Linked DNA regions of Oryzias latipes: region 2 is linked to region 1. Evidence: chromatin contacts called from public Hi-C data. All regions are on one chromosome and are shown on one strand. The core of a region is the stretch at or near the end of the contact, and the rest is flanking DNA. Distances in the headings are between cores, read along the strand shown.

Region 1 (7,578 bases), core at 2,288-4,787:
GTGGTACATATATATTAAAGAGTGTCAGGTTAAAGCAAATCGAAATGGAAAAATTCGCAAAAGTAAATCAGAATGAGATAAGTGTCATACACAGAACTTTAGTTAAAAAGAAAGTCAAATACAAAATGAAATCTCCAGTTAAAGTTTTTTTTTAATGTCACATTATCATAAAAAATGTCTATGCTTCTCAGACTGCCCTTGACTTGGATCATTGGTCCAGTCAGAGCTCCGTTCTTCCCCGTGTCCTGAAAAGACTTTATGGAGCACATTTTCTTCATCTTAAAGTTAAGATTTAAAGTTTGTTTAGTATAAAATGGAATGTAATATCATTTTTTATTGAAAGTCATTCTACTGTTCTAAATCACTATTTTGAGCAATATAGTTAATAAACCAACAGCAAAGAAGAGGCTTTTCTGTGTCTGTAAATTATTCTGCCTCCCTTCATGTTCAACCTTTAACCTTCACAGAGGCCTAAATCCCTGGATCTCACCCAGTCATCGCTTGTCCTGCCACTGCATGTTCATCACTCTCTTAGCTTGGCCCTTGGAGAATGCCTGGACAGAGGGTATGACAGGGGATACATATACCCGCACCACATCGAGTCATAAATACAGTCTCCACCACTGTCCTCCAGCTCCATCAGCTATCCAGTAATAATGATCTCATCCCAACTAGAGGAAGCTAGAGGGCAGAGCAGTCAAGCACTGGTGTGTATCTGTTGGTGCGTCAATAGAAGCAGTTATTAATTTATTGAAATATTAAAGTCTACCTGTTTAATTTATTCAAGTTAAAACCATTAAGAATCACTAGTGGGCTTAAAAAAAAGAGGGGCAGTCATCGAATTACCTCCAGGAACGACAGAACAAGTGGTCTAAAAACTGGATGTCATTTCTACTAGCCTAAAGCTGTGGTCACAGCGTGTGTATCATCATAAGTGCCGATAGACCTCCCCGACCTTACCCCACATAATGCTGTCCTCTGATATCATTTCCATCAACAGTTTCAGACAACATGTCATCTGTGATGCTTGCAGCCCAAAATACAAAAGTGTGCGGATCACTGTTCATTTCCAGTACCATCAAAACGTCATTTTAAAAGTTACATAATCGTTCAACTTTATGCAATCAGACACAAAAAAAGCAAAGTCAGAACAAGAGCTGGGTTAAGCTAAAAAAAAATACAAAAGTCATGCAGAAATGAATTTTGGATAAAGATCTGTGTTTGTGTGAGCTTAAGGAGTTTTACAGAACCTTGCAGCATTCACATGTTTATGCATTAGATCAATGTTTGTGGCATGCTTCTGTATTTCCTATAATACACACATACTGACAAACATTCCTCTGACCATTTCCAAAAGTTCCTATTAGCTTTGACAAAGCCTGGGTGTCCCATCAGTGTTAAAGCTTAATGGTATTCAAGGTCACACAGCTCTATCCTGTCAGGGAACCATGAGAAAAGAAGACACACACCTACAGGCCAGAAGGTAGCCATATGGAGCTTTATCCAAACAATCTTTGACATAGTGTGCATAAATATTAAAATAAGTTTATTCAAAACTTGATTTATAAAACCTTTTCTAGTCAAAAACGTGGTTATTTATTTAAAAAAAAAAACAGTTACAATGCATTTTGCAGCAGGGAGTCACTAAATTATTGTGGCACAGCTGTACAGCAAATGACCTAAGGTGCAGCCAGCGAGCGACACTACAGTCACAGACAAACCTTGTCAGCTCAATAATACCTCATGCTGTCTAATGTCCTGCAGGATGTTGGCGGCCCATTGTTCAAGTTAATCATGTTGGCTTCCTTTGCTGGAAATCTAATCATTGGTGAATAGTCAAATCAGGTGATTTACTCCTCACTTAGGATAAAGAATAGAAAAAAGAAATGGCATCACTGTGTCTAAAACCATACTGCAATGTTACATTATGTTGCATTTGCTTATTGTTGTATTTGAAGTGATGATTATTGAAATCTCCCATTCCTTTAATAAAATTTCCACCAAAAATGTTATGTAATTTAAACAGTTAGGTTTATTAGACACCTAGAATTCAAAAATGTCAACAGTCACAAAATCTGTAAGCTCATACTGAAATTAGTAATAAAAATAATAATAAAGTGAATGTCAACAGCTTGTATTATTTACACTAAATACAATGGTGAACTCAATAAGGCTTTTTTACTATGCAAAGTTAATTTTGGTTTTCAAGTGGATCCAAGAACAATAGCCTGCATTTACTTGATGAAGACATAACGCAACTTCCTGTTTGGACTTTAAGTCCAGTTGGATCTACTGTACTGCATCCCTCCAAAATGACAAAATTTAGCAAACTCAAAACCAGTCTAATGAGATACGATTCAACTCTATTGCCCTAAAGACCTATTTCAGTGGGTCATAGTGTTCTTGTGGCCTTTTTCTCATCATAGAAGACATATGTAAAGAAAATTAAGTTTACAATTGCATTTCAGAGCATTTGTTTATTCAAATCATTGTGAATAAGAAGCAGATCTAAAAATGCCATTTAAAGAAGCTTCCTGCTCTGCTCCATTCTGATGTATCCACTTGTAGACGTCTTGTTTCCCTCGTCTGAGGTGGGATCTGTCTCAAAACTGTACTGCTGGATAGCTCAAATATTACTCGTCATTTTTTGTTGCACCAGTAGTTATGTTGAGGGGCTGTTGGCCAGCGGGAGAGAGTGTAAACAAAAGGATTATGGGAAGTAAGCAGAGGATTATTCTTAGTTTAGGGGGCAGTGGTAGGGCGGTCGCCCTCTGATCGGAAAAATGCAGGTTCGATTCCCACCCTGCCCAACCATGTGTCGAACACTCCTTGGGGAAGACACTGAACCCCACCTTGCCTCTGGTGGAAGGGTGGCTCCAGTGTGTGAATGGGACTGTGACTGTAAAGCCAACAGTCCCACCCTCAACTCAAGAGGCGAATTTCTAATCAACTCTGCCGCTCGGCAGAAACTATGTCCTAGAAAAGGACACATTTTTCTTATTTTGAAAGGCCACTGGGAACACTTTTAAGTAGATCAAAAGATGATCACAGAGGGAGTTTAACCATATTCAGAATGAGGCATCGAAATGCATCAAAACCAAATGTAAAAGTAACAATGACAACAGTAATATCACATTTAAATTGTAAGTGGCTGCAAATTTACCAATGACTAGTAAGTGCTACCTATTGACCTTACTTACAGAAGTTAAAAACAAACGTGTTTTTTGAACTATTACAAATATATTCAAATATGTTAAGCGTTGATAGTATAGGTAATCTTTAAATGAATTGTATTCAGATTGATAAGACTCAGACAAAAAAGACATAGAAGATTTAACATGTTCCCATACTTCACACATACACATCCATACAAACAAACACCATGCAAGTTAGGATGTCCTGCAGGCTGCCATTTCTTGCTGTCATTCCAACTGAGCACTCAGGCAAAAGGACAGAAAAGTGGAAGACAGACACATGGCTAAGGGTGGGGGAGGAGACACAATGAATGCTTGCAGGGAGACAAGAAGCAGACGGTGTAAATGAGGCTGGGAATTTTAATGAACTACCCAACAGCCAATGCTGACAGAGGAGGCACATAGAGAGGAGAAAAGTGTTAATGAACTATGCAAACCTGAACGCCTGTACATGTAAACAAAGCACAGCCATGTCATACCTCAAACCTCTGACAGCTGCTTTCAGGAGTCGAGCATATGTCGGGTTAAAGGATAAGAAAGTAACTGAACTGAGAAAAAAATCACTTGGTTAAATCACTTTGAAAATATTTTCATCTATGCAATTTGCGACAGGTGTGCATGATTTTCTCCCCTAACAAGTAGCAAAATAAATGTCATTAAATAGATAAATAAAAAAACACGGACTATTAAGTGATCAAGGAAACCGGTGTTTTGATCAAAAACAGGATTCTTAAATCAGGCCATCTTCCTGCAGTGCTTCTCAGTATAGCCTGAATTCCAGATGGCTTTCATGGACATTCACATTCTAAGTCTGATTCTTTAACACATGGTAATCTAAAAATTTTAAGCCACATTTCAGTTCATCTAGAGCCCGAAAAATTCAACAACATTCAGAAAAAAAGGGTCAAAAAGTCACTTGAATGCAGATATAAATATGTTAAAATAAAGAAGTGTGCTGTCTTTCTGTTTTTCATGATGTCCTTCATTCCATTTTTCCAACCATTCTTGCAATGGTAAGGAAGTTTTTTCAGTGGTAAGTCAGGGTCAGCTCTGGGTCAGTAACCAGTGAAGTAAACTCTCGGTTTTCAGCTGCTGTCAATCCTTCAGATCATTCCCCCGTGTCTGCTTTTAAATCATCATTGTCCTGCAGAGTGGGCACTTAAAAAGCCAAAATCTTACAAAAAGGCCACCAAGGCAATAAACCTTTTAAAGCTCAATGAAGCTGCTGTGAGCTGGAAAAAACAGATTTTACATTTCCTTAGATGGAAAAGTACGGTAGTCATTTTTAAATACCGTACATCGTTGAATTTAACCAAACAAGTCTCTACACCATTTGCAGTGTTTTCAATAAAACACCAGTTTAAATAAATGTTTAAAATATTTTTTAAGCTGTATTTAAAATGACATGCCTTCATCCCGATTAAAATACATTTATTATATACAATTTTTTTTATATGTTTGTCACATTATAGAACAGTTTTTAATAATATTCAAATTAATAATAATATTACAGCATGAATTGGTTTAATAGGAATTATTATTTTATTTTAAGATTACCAACTACGCTTCTTCTTAAAATAAAAAATGTTTAAAAAGTAAAGAAAGGAGTTAAGTAAAATAAAATAATAATAAAAGATGAAGAGATAGACATAAAAATATGAGAGGGTTTTGATATTTCTTATATTTATGAGGCCCTACAAGCTGAAGTCCACAGTGAGCATATTTACATGCCATTTATTCCTACTAAGAACTATACTTTAGCAGCCAGAGTCCGAATAAAATCTTTTTAACTTTTAAAAGTTCATAAACTTGCAAAAGTTCCTTTTTTATTGTTTACATTTGTGTCACATGCTGAACCGTGAAGTTGGGTGCTGGAGGACATTCAGTTTGGACCACATCAAATGCATAGGTCCAACATTCTTATGGTTTGTGAAAAGTGTGGATGCCAACAGCTACAGAAGAAGTAAAAACAACAGAGACATTATTTCAAGATGTGAAACAGCTGCTCTCTGGATGAGCCCACAACGGTTGTAAAGAAAAAAGTATCTGTGGACGTGGACCACTGAAAAAAAAAATAAGCAAGTGGACATTAACTTAATAAGGGCCCCACTTTTACCGTTTGTGCTCTTGAAAAGGAAAATGTAACTTTAGAGAAAAATCATAAGCCTTTACACCCAAGGTGTGACCTCTGAAGTGCACGTCTGTGTGTGAACTTAAAGACTCACAGCTCAGAATCATTTTAGGCTGCGGTCCTACTGCTAACCTCGATTCAACAAACCCACCTGGAACTCAGCACAGAGTAAAGAAGATGGTGCAAAGAGAGGCCGGTGGTTATTATGCTTGGACCAAAGTTCTTTGCTGCTGCATTCTGAAAATTGGACTGGGTCGGGTTACAGACACAACGTGGACCCTAAAACGTCTCTTTAATTGGACTAAAGTGAAATGAAGTCCAGATGGCTTCAGCAGACATTCACTCGAAGACTCATTCCAATTTGTCTCATTTAGGCTCATCTACCTTTTTTTTTTTTTACTCTGACATACATGTTTAATTTTTTTCTCCTTTTTTTCTAGATACTAAAGTCTAAAAAGAAATCTTATGTTTGAGAGGTTTTTAAGTAGCAAGATAAAGACTTTACCAGTATGACACATCCAAAGGGTGAAAAAAACGTCTTGCGATAAGGTCTGCGAAAAAGGTCTCCGTTTCACGACAAGCAGTCCCGTTGCCGATGACAACCTTAGTACAGCTAGAAAGAGAAAGACAAATAAGAGGAATAAGGACAGCAATCTTAAATTTTTAAAGTCTTTCTAATGTCTATTAAGTCCATATTAACAATTCTTGTGTTTATTATAATCAAGTTTAAATAAAAAAAATAATAATAATTTAGCACCAATACCTATATTTGGTCATGAGGTGGCGCAATTTCTCCGCTTCTCTTTGTTGTCCTGCATTGTGCAGATACAGGACATCTGTGTGGATAATCTGACCTGACAGAGTTTTAGATCAGAGAAAGAAAATACAAATCTGATTAGAACTCAAGATGGTAAAAATGATGCACTAAAGAGGTTGCAAAATCTAATGCCAGGCATTTACACTGTCAAAAGCACTTCAAAAGCTTCTTCCAAGCTCGACATGAAATTGTTAACTGACAGGCAAGACCTGTTTCAATGTAATGCTGGGTCTGACACCTGATACAGGGGAATTTTTCTGTGGTGATCATCTGAGCCATATAAGTTTCCAAGAGGGTGTGACATTCCTACACCCACAAAAAAGTCAGCAAAGCAGAGAAGGACACACATAACCCAGTCGAGAATAAGCCATGTGGCAACTTTGCCTTGCCATCAATGTCTTTTTTTATTTCAGATATTAGTTTTCCATTAGGTAATGAATACAGCAAAAGGGTGACATGGACAAATAGAATCTGCAAAGTTGTAAAAATACTGTTTCTAATATTAGTTCTTAAGCGTAATATTATTTTTTATGCCTTCTACTAAAATAATAATTGCCACAAAACTTATGTAGTAAAAAATGAGCAGTTGGAATCCCTTTACCTGCCCTTAAGAATCATGTTATGAGGAAATGATGTGCACTGACTCCGTGCTTGAAAATTCAACATTTTTCATCATTGCAGCTTCTGAAAGCTTCTCTTGAGAAATAAGGTTGTTTTTGGCTTCACAAGCAAGTCTTTTTTAGTAAACCAAACACACACAGACATGCAAACACAGTAAAAAAATGTATATTCTTAAAAGTCATAAGCCCAAAATACAAATGAACACTCACAATACAATGTGAGAATTTAAAAGCTTTTGCAGTTACGTTCATTTTTGTTCACTGCCCTAATAAAATCTTCACTGTACTCTTTATTATAAAAATGCAAAAGTATAAATTGATTGTAATTGCATTTGTGAAGAGGATAGTGTTTTCTAAACGTTAGAACTATCCTTGGTGTAAACATAATTACAGTCATGGGTGATACTGACTACAGTGAATGTGTTTTGGAGGGCCCCTTACTAGTTGGGGAGAGGATTGCCAGCTTGCAGCCATGTCTGAAGCCAGGGTCCACTCCCATAATGACACAGCCTCTGACAGGACATACCAAGAGGCGCTGGCGGAGGTTTCGCACAAACATTGCAATCGACTCTTTCTCTGCTGCACTTGTTAACTTTGTCCTAATGGGAGGAAGGTATAAGGACCACAAACAGAAGGGGGAGCAGAAAACGCATAAAAAGACACTATCTTTGTATATGCTGTCATTGTTCATTGCCACACCCTTCATGTCAAATCATTTATAAACTTTACCATAAACAAAAAAAAAAAAAATACCTGTAGCTCCTTGTGAGAAAAGGCAGGATAAGACGCTTATAGGAGTCGTCCACAGCATTCATT
Region 2 (7,578 bases), core at 2,372-4,871, 130 kb before region 1:
TTTTTTGAAGGAGCTAAATCACACACACATACAAATATATTTATTAGCTTTTGCAAATTGTTTGTTGTTTTTTTTTTTCTTTCTTTGTGGTTTTTCTGTGCGTAAATTTACAAATCCACATTTCCGTTTGCTACTCGTCTTTGTCTGTCATTCCATCCGATTACAGATAAGAACGGTGTAAGTGGCTAAACACATGTTCATATTGGTGCATTATTGGATTGTGGAAGCATTAATGCTGAGCATAGCTTATGTGCTCCCGGCGCAGGTTACGCATGAAGTCAAAGCGTCAGCTGGTATAACTTTCCTCAAAGTTGTAGATTTGGTTTCTTCCGTGTCTGATGTGATTTTCTTTTTTAAATATGTCTGCTGATGTCATGCAGCACATAAATATCTGAGTGGTATTTCCCCCTTTGTTTACCGTTGCTGGTGAATACAGAAATTAAGTAAACGCACCATTAAATGGGCTAATCACGATGGGACTCCTCCCTTGTCTCAATCTCCCATTGTAGCTCCTGAAAAGAGCTTTTCTTCGTTCGGACAAGAACCATTTCCCCCTCTAAAAAAAGAAGAGAGGAAAAAAAAGTGGGGGGCTGTCTCTCCTGCAGTCTCTTCACATCCAAATCCCCAAGCAATTATGCTGCTGCCTCGGTATGATTTGCTTGAGGACACTGTTGCGCGAACAGCCACGGCTTTGGTGGAAACACTTTCCGCAAAGATTTGTTTCGGGTCTCCCTCTTGTAAACATGCGCGTCGACTGCTGCAGTCGTGCGTTTGCAGCAGAAAGTGGGACGGGGCTTACTCGCTAAGGCGCACTACTCCAAGGTAGAAGAACTGCTTAAACCTCCAATCTGGATAAGTTTACTCGCTGAAACTTTCTTCGAGTGAGAAAAAAACAGGCTCCAGACCTACTGATGTTTCAAAGAAGAACAAAAGCATTACATGATTTTCCAGAATGTTTCCTTTTTGTGCACAAGAGTGAAAGCTCAAACATAAATTATCCAGAGCGCCGTGTGCACATAAATGCGCACGCATTACAGGCTGAAAGAAGGTATTTAACATTTGGAATTAAGATTGGAAACCAATTTTCCTTCAACAAACCGTGTAATTGGTTTTATCTGTTATAAAGGCTTTAAGTTAAAGAGGCCATGAGAAAAATCCGAGGCGAAGGGAAACGCAGAAATAGATGATAAACTTTGTTGTAGCCTCTGATGTGACCCCATTTTTTCTGCATGTTTCCTCTTCAATGGATGAAATATGCCTTCAAAGCATCTCCTCGCGCGTAATTTTCTCACAAACCGGTATGAATCAGAGATCACAAAGCAGGTGCAGCGCTATTCCCTTTTTTGTAGATGAAGCAAACCAGAATCCTGTTTCAGACCCATTTTAAATATTAAACTGGCCTGTGAGAGATAGATAGGCCCCTAAATGAGCTCTGAGGGTCAGTGGCACAAGCAGACCCTTGTCATCCAACCCTCGCCTCTCCATTGACGCACCAGTTTATTGGCCACGACACATTACGGTCGTGATTTAGATTCAATTAATCGTAAACCGGACAGCATATTTTATCAGGAATGGAGGACGCGCGCCATGTCCAAGAGACATCGGGCTCAAGACGTAACTTTGAAATACGTTCACGTCACGTCCCTAAATTAATGCGCGTACGGATATGCAAATAAACTCCAAATTTTAACACAAGCAATAAGACGTCTGATGCAAAACTGATGTCAACTGAAGGTCAAACCAGACACACACCATAAGTCAACAATGTTGTCTTTCTGCTCAGACGCGTGTAACATTGTCAGGGAGTTGCATGGAAACTGGTTCTCAGTTGTTCAAACTTACGGAGGCCAGAGCGGCAGCAGCGAAAAGGGCTGGAAGTGTGAGACTGTGTTGCTGGCTGGGGTCATTAACAGTGGGGGAGCTCTTGTTCGTGATCTGTCAGCTCAAATATGGATCACAGGACAAAGGAACTTAGCGAAGAGTAATCTCTGTGTCTGATACTTACATGAGAGCAAACAGGAGTGTGAGACAAGTGCAGCAAAGATGAAGACCCGCACCCACTAGTCTTTTTTCCCTTCTTTCTAAAGTTGCTTTCTTCATTGGCACATTAACCTGGTGCAGAACAAACACAAACGCATCTGATTGGGTACAAGATGGCTTCTAGTTTAAGACTTTTGTGTCTTTAAGTCCTGAAAATGAAGAGAAAAAAAACAAATCTGTGTAACAGCCATAGGCTTATCTATCATAGATTCACAATAAAGTCTCTAAAACTGTGAAAATGACTGCAGTTTTTGGACTCCAAGGACGTGTCTGCATTCTTTGAGAGCAGTCAGACAGACAGGCAAATAAATAAACAAACAAATAAATAAATAACATTTTATTTACAAGTTGTGATCTTTATGCCCTGCTGTCCTTCACCTTTGATTGTCAAAGTTGCCTAAATGCGCTCGTAAATGCATTAAATTCGCGTGAGAAACCAAGTTTTATGACATAAAAATAACAACTTTAGGATTTTCCACTTCAGTGTCAACTCCTTATTGGGGAATAACAGCATATTTGATAAATAACCATTTGCATGGGAAAGGAAAACACGTTTCACACATTCTGCTCATTTGGTTGGGTTGGTGGTTGCATTTGGATGATCCAGTCAAAACTAAAATCTGTCTGTTTTTCGTATTCTCAACTACAATATATTACTTTAATCTATCAATTCAAACTGGGTTGGGGGGCAAATATTACCCTGACCTGTTCTTGCTTACCTCTTGATTTCTACGATTTCAACACCCGAGCGCGACTTTTTATCCAAGTATGTTTATTTATCAGCAGTTGTCAGAGGCGGAATGAGGGGGGGGCTAAAAGAATAAACTCTGCACCTCAGCAGTTATGATGGGGCCACATCTCCATTTTTGGAACTAAAGACAAAACGCACATCTTCTAGTCTTTTCTGTACAACACATATTCACAGTAATTAATAGAGTGACGATCTCATGAACTATTTTGTAATTTCATCAAACATCACTTTTATTCCATTTACAATGGAATAAATAGAATACTTAAACTCCTTTTTATTTTATTTTTTACAATTCAATAAACATTTAAAGAGATGGAGAAGGTGAGATGGAGAAGTTGAACGATATAAGACTACAAAATGTGTTTTGCATGTAGAGGCGTATTTTTTTAATGTGGTGGCTGAATTGTGCGCAATTTTCCTAATGCGCGCCGTTGTGCACCTGCTGCTTGATGACAGCTGATCGACCTCCCTCAGCGCCTTCTCACACGCACACCATTCATCACACGCGCACGTCCTCTCTGCAAGACGACGTCAGCATTCAGGGCAAAGTTAGAACAACAAAGAGCAATTTAGAGGTCACTCCCGCTGTATAATGTGTGCGCGCGTGTGCGCATGTGTGGCCAAGACGCGGTCCAGTCTGATGCTTCTTAGTGTGCAGTGCCAACGCGCAAGCCTCATCTATTTAAAACAAGTACGACATGAAAGCAACCCAAATCTAGCTTACTCGAGCGAATGTGATTATCACGCACCCCCATAACACACTCAAGTGCGCGCACAAGCGCAGCCCTGCACGCACGGCGCGAAGGTAGCTTGTGTGTGTTGTGTGGGGGGTGCTGCGTAGCAGTGCTGTGATCTTTCGCCTTGTGCACACCGAGTGGACAGAGGGCTGAGCAGCTTAAACAGAGCCCGGCACCTGTGATTTCTGCAGCCGTTCTCAGGCTTCCTGCGCACGGCACGGATGCGCGCAAAGAAAGGCGCCTCGACCAAACAGATTTTACGCACACATGGAGCAAAATAAATAAGGGGGGAAGCATGAAGAAAGCAATATTTAAACCTCTAAAAATTAGAGAAATATTGGCTTTAGCTTGAACTCAGTCCAAAACAGTAAAACTACATATTAAAATAAACTTTGTTGGTTATTTTGCTGAGCTTTTTCTGTCCTCTGCAGCTCCTGCTGCCAGAAAATACTAAATAACTAAGACATCCACAGACATCCACACTTTGCTTTTTTTGGCTCCACAACACTTGAATATTTCAGAGAACTAAACGATTTAGTAAATAAACTGGCCCAACACTAAACATTCCATCCAGATGCTAAATTTATTGGAAATTAGTTATTCAACTTCGCAGAAACTGCAATCGAATATTCTGGAGGGGAAAAAAACATTTTAGAATGGGCCCAAGGGTTCAACAATGAATGACACACACTGACTGGTCTGTGTGGCACACCCTGCTCCTCCAAAGCCTGCGATGCCACGCCTCCTTTTTGAGGCCAATGCACTGAACAAAAGGTCGGGAATTGACAGAGGCCCCGGTGTCCTTATCAATTTAACCTCCATTTATAAACCGATGGGATGGTTTACCCTGGATGCCTCCCTTCCCCCATTCACAACCAGCTCCGAGGGAAGGAAAGCCCCTCTGAGAGAAGACAGCGGCGGGACGGGGAGCAGCTGAGGCTCTAACGTGTTCCTTGACCGCCACCTAGAGGACACAAGTGGAATAAAAGAGAAAAGTCTTTCCAATCAGCTTTTTTCAAGTTAGTGCCGGGAAGCCCATTGTATTTTTTCATAATATTACTACTACTACTACTACTACTACTACTACTACTACTACTACTACTGCTACTACTACTACTACTAATAATAATAAAATGTGTTTGTACATTTAACACAACGGAAATACATTTGCGCATAAACTACCATAACTATTCACTTGTATTTGAAATGACTGTTTGTTTTATTAACTATTCACAATTTTTACTGTATACAGACAATAACAGAAAAAGCCAAATGCTCCAGTCTGCTTACATGCACATGCAGTCAATACATTTTCATGAAAATTTTGATTCCATGAAAGTCAAATGCTGTTATGACAGTAAACCAACTTCCCCATGTAGTGGGAGATCGGGGATCCAGATGCCAGAAGACTGAAATGGAAACCTCTGATCCCTGGTTACATTTTTAAATCCAATACCCAGAATTTTCCAGAGTGAGCGATGACTGTGAGAAATATAGGACTGGTAGCAGATAGAACTGTTGGCAGATGGATTCTGCTAAAGCACAGCCTTTTAGAGTTGAACTCCCCTGTTGTGGACAGCCGGAGGAAAAGAGTAGAGAGCATGCAACGGCAATGATTTTTACTGTAAATGCAAAGCGAAACGCTTACAGGAATTTGCCATGTATCCACCATTAAATGATTGCAGTAGTGAAAAGGGATACTTCATATTTTAAATGCAAAACATTAATTTCCCTATTTTAAAGTCCCTTAAATGTCTCAAAGTGGTTTATTTCTGATGCCAGCTTCAAAAGAATGTATAGCCAAAGCTTTTTTGTAAGGCCGGAAGAGCTGAGTTATAAAGTTTGAAGAATATAGATGAAAATAAATCCAACATGTTGGTATTCTACACAAATGAAAGTATTGTGAAATAAAGTGCACTTTAAAAATACTTTATTGCACAAGGATCAGGCATGTGTTGATGACATCGCCTGTATGCACAATACACATTCAGATGTGTGAAAAAAGTGGTTATTAATAAATACTGACAACAAAAACTTTTTTGGAATTCTTTGGGGCGTTTTTCTTTTACTCAGCCTTTCTGTATTCTGCTGAAAGGTTTTACTTGTCTTGGAAAACAGAAAGTTGTAGGAAAAATGTTGTTTAAATTCACTCTTCACAATTCCTCCTCTATCAAACATCTGCATGGTACATGGACCTTCCCTGTTAATAACTGGCTCAGGGCTCAGGAGGCCCTCAGCTGAAGAAGGATGTTTTGTTCGACCACTTATTCTATATTTAATAGGTTCTTGTACATGAGTCGGTTGTGGAGCATCGCTAAAGCGGCCTATTTAAAAACGGCCTCTGTCCCGAGGTGGCCCCCCTAAACACATGCATTATTAAAGCATACACTGGCCTTGTCCTCCACACTCGCTTCACTCTGTCCAGTTCAGCAGGCAGCAGCAGCAGCTGCATAACTCCCACAAGGAGAATGAAAACACAGTTGAGTGTTCAGAGCTCAGAGGTCGAGTGAATGTCTCATGGATGGATGAGAGGGGAGCGGTCACAGGCCAAAACAGCAAATATTCTTTCCTATTCTTTCAAAACTGACTTAATCTCAGCAGTGATTCGTTCTGGTGGGGAGGGGACCCTCAAACACCATCTGAAAGGGGAAAAAAATCCCACAAATGCTCTCAGGAGTTCCTCACATGTTTCAACACTCAGAAATGTCAAAATGACATTTTATATAATTCTGAACAAACTAAATAAACTGAGCTGAGAAGAGAATTTCTTCCAACAGTTTAATTCTTTCTACCAGCATCCCCTCCTTGGCCGCTCTACAAACACATGCATGCACACAGATACACACAGCATAAAAATTGAATGTGAGCAGTAGGAGAGGACTAAGAGAGGGCAAGGACAGAGGTTGAGAGCAGGAGAAACGGTCAATTGGCTTAACTCAGTGGTGTCTGTTCTTGGTGCGATGGTGTCAGTGGGCAATGTGCAAATGTGCACTCTTTTGATTTCCCTGATGTAATCCTCTGCAGCATACTGGTAGCCTGTAAAGCCCCAAGGAGCAGAGATGAATGAGATGCTGCACAGCGTTTGTTCTGGGATTAAGACAGAGCCTCCTCACATTCACTCTTCAAATGTGGGACGCACACAAGACAAAAAGCTGTATGTACAAATGTGCTGCAGAATACACTTACTCCTGCAGACAGATGTCATTTAACTGTAATGCATTTTGTACAATCCACGTTTGCACAGTAATTATGCTACAGTGCCCTCTAGTGATGCATCCAAAATGCAAATTTACAGTGTGTCTGGTTTAGAAGGAAAAGATGAGTGCTTTATTTGAGTTAAAATTTATCTTCAAAACAATATTACATGTGTTTGATGAAAACTTTTTTCCCCCCGATGAATCAGTGTATTAGATTTATACACAAAATGCATTAATTCACCAAGTTTTTAAACAGAAATGGACATTTTGGGTTTCCAAAAGTCAGAACAGTAATTATTTACGTGCATGTTTCAGATTAACTAGTGTTTTCAAATGGAACAAACTATTATCATGGGTTTTGTTAGTTCATTTATTGTGTGATGATGTCTGCTGCATGTAATGCCACTATTTTCTAATCCTGTTAGAGTCTAAATACACAGGATTCATGTAACACCAGTGTCACCGTGGCAACGTGGTGGGTCTGTGCATCATTGCTTCTTCACCTTTTTCTGACTCACCATCAAAAATACAATTTAGATATTAATTATTCCTTTTAAAGCAAATAATTTCCCAATTTATTTTATTTTAATTTGATGGAAAAATGGAAAAAGAGATGCTCAGTTACAACCACAAGGAACTATAAAATTATCATTTGTTAATGCACAAACCTAAACCATACAAGTGAGATATAACTTTAAAATAAAGAAGATTGGCAGCATGAGGAATGCATTAGCAAATACAGTCTTTTTTGCTCAACTCTGCAGCATTTCCTGCTGCTTCTTCAGGCTCTCATGCCTTCCGGATCTATTCCAAAGTTGTGTCTGGATCAAGTCAAGTGTACAACAAATTATAA

Evidence for each region. A called contact is a pair of places that touch in the nucleus more often than the background predicts.
Region 2: a Hi-C map of embryo shows a contact between it and region 1, with 4 times the contacts expected there. The contact joins two enhancer-like sites. A contact is called at or near these places in 3 of 5 Hi-C or Micro-C datasets (embryo and fibroblasts).

Annotation. Positions count from the first base shown.
Region 1 is chr15:16,015,535-16,023,112 of ASM223467v1, reverse strand. It overlaps srbd1 (S1 RNA-binding domain-containing protein 1), which reads right to left. Exons shown (of 21, transcript XM_023963391.1): 11 at 7,516-7,578; 12 at 7,204-7,361; 13 at 6,089-6,179; 14 at 5,831-5,938. Among protein-coding and RNA genes, the nearest start is that of srbd1, 18 kb to the right of the region's middle. Within about 2 kb of position 3,537, at least 2 of the 8 cell types and tissues checked have an H3K27ac peak or open chromatin away from gene starts, as enhancers often do. A contact at or near this core is called in embryo, where this site is marked.
Region 2 is chr15:16,147,059-16,154,636 of ASM223467v1, reverse strand. No RefSeq gene overlaps it. Among protein-coding and RNA genes, the nearest start is that of six3, 7.2 kb to the left of the region's middle. Within about 2 kb of position 3,621, at least 2 of the 8 cell types and tissues checked have an H3K27ac peak or open chromatin away from gene starts, as enhancers often do. A contact at or near this core is called in embryo, where this site is marked.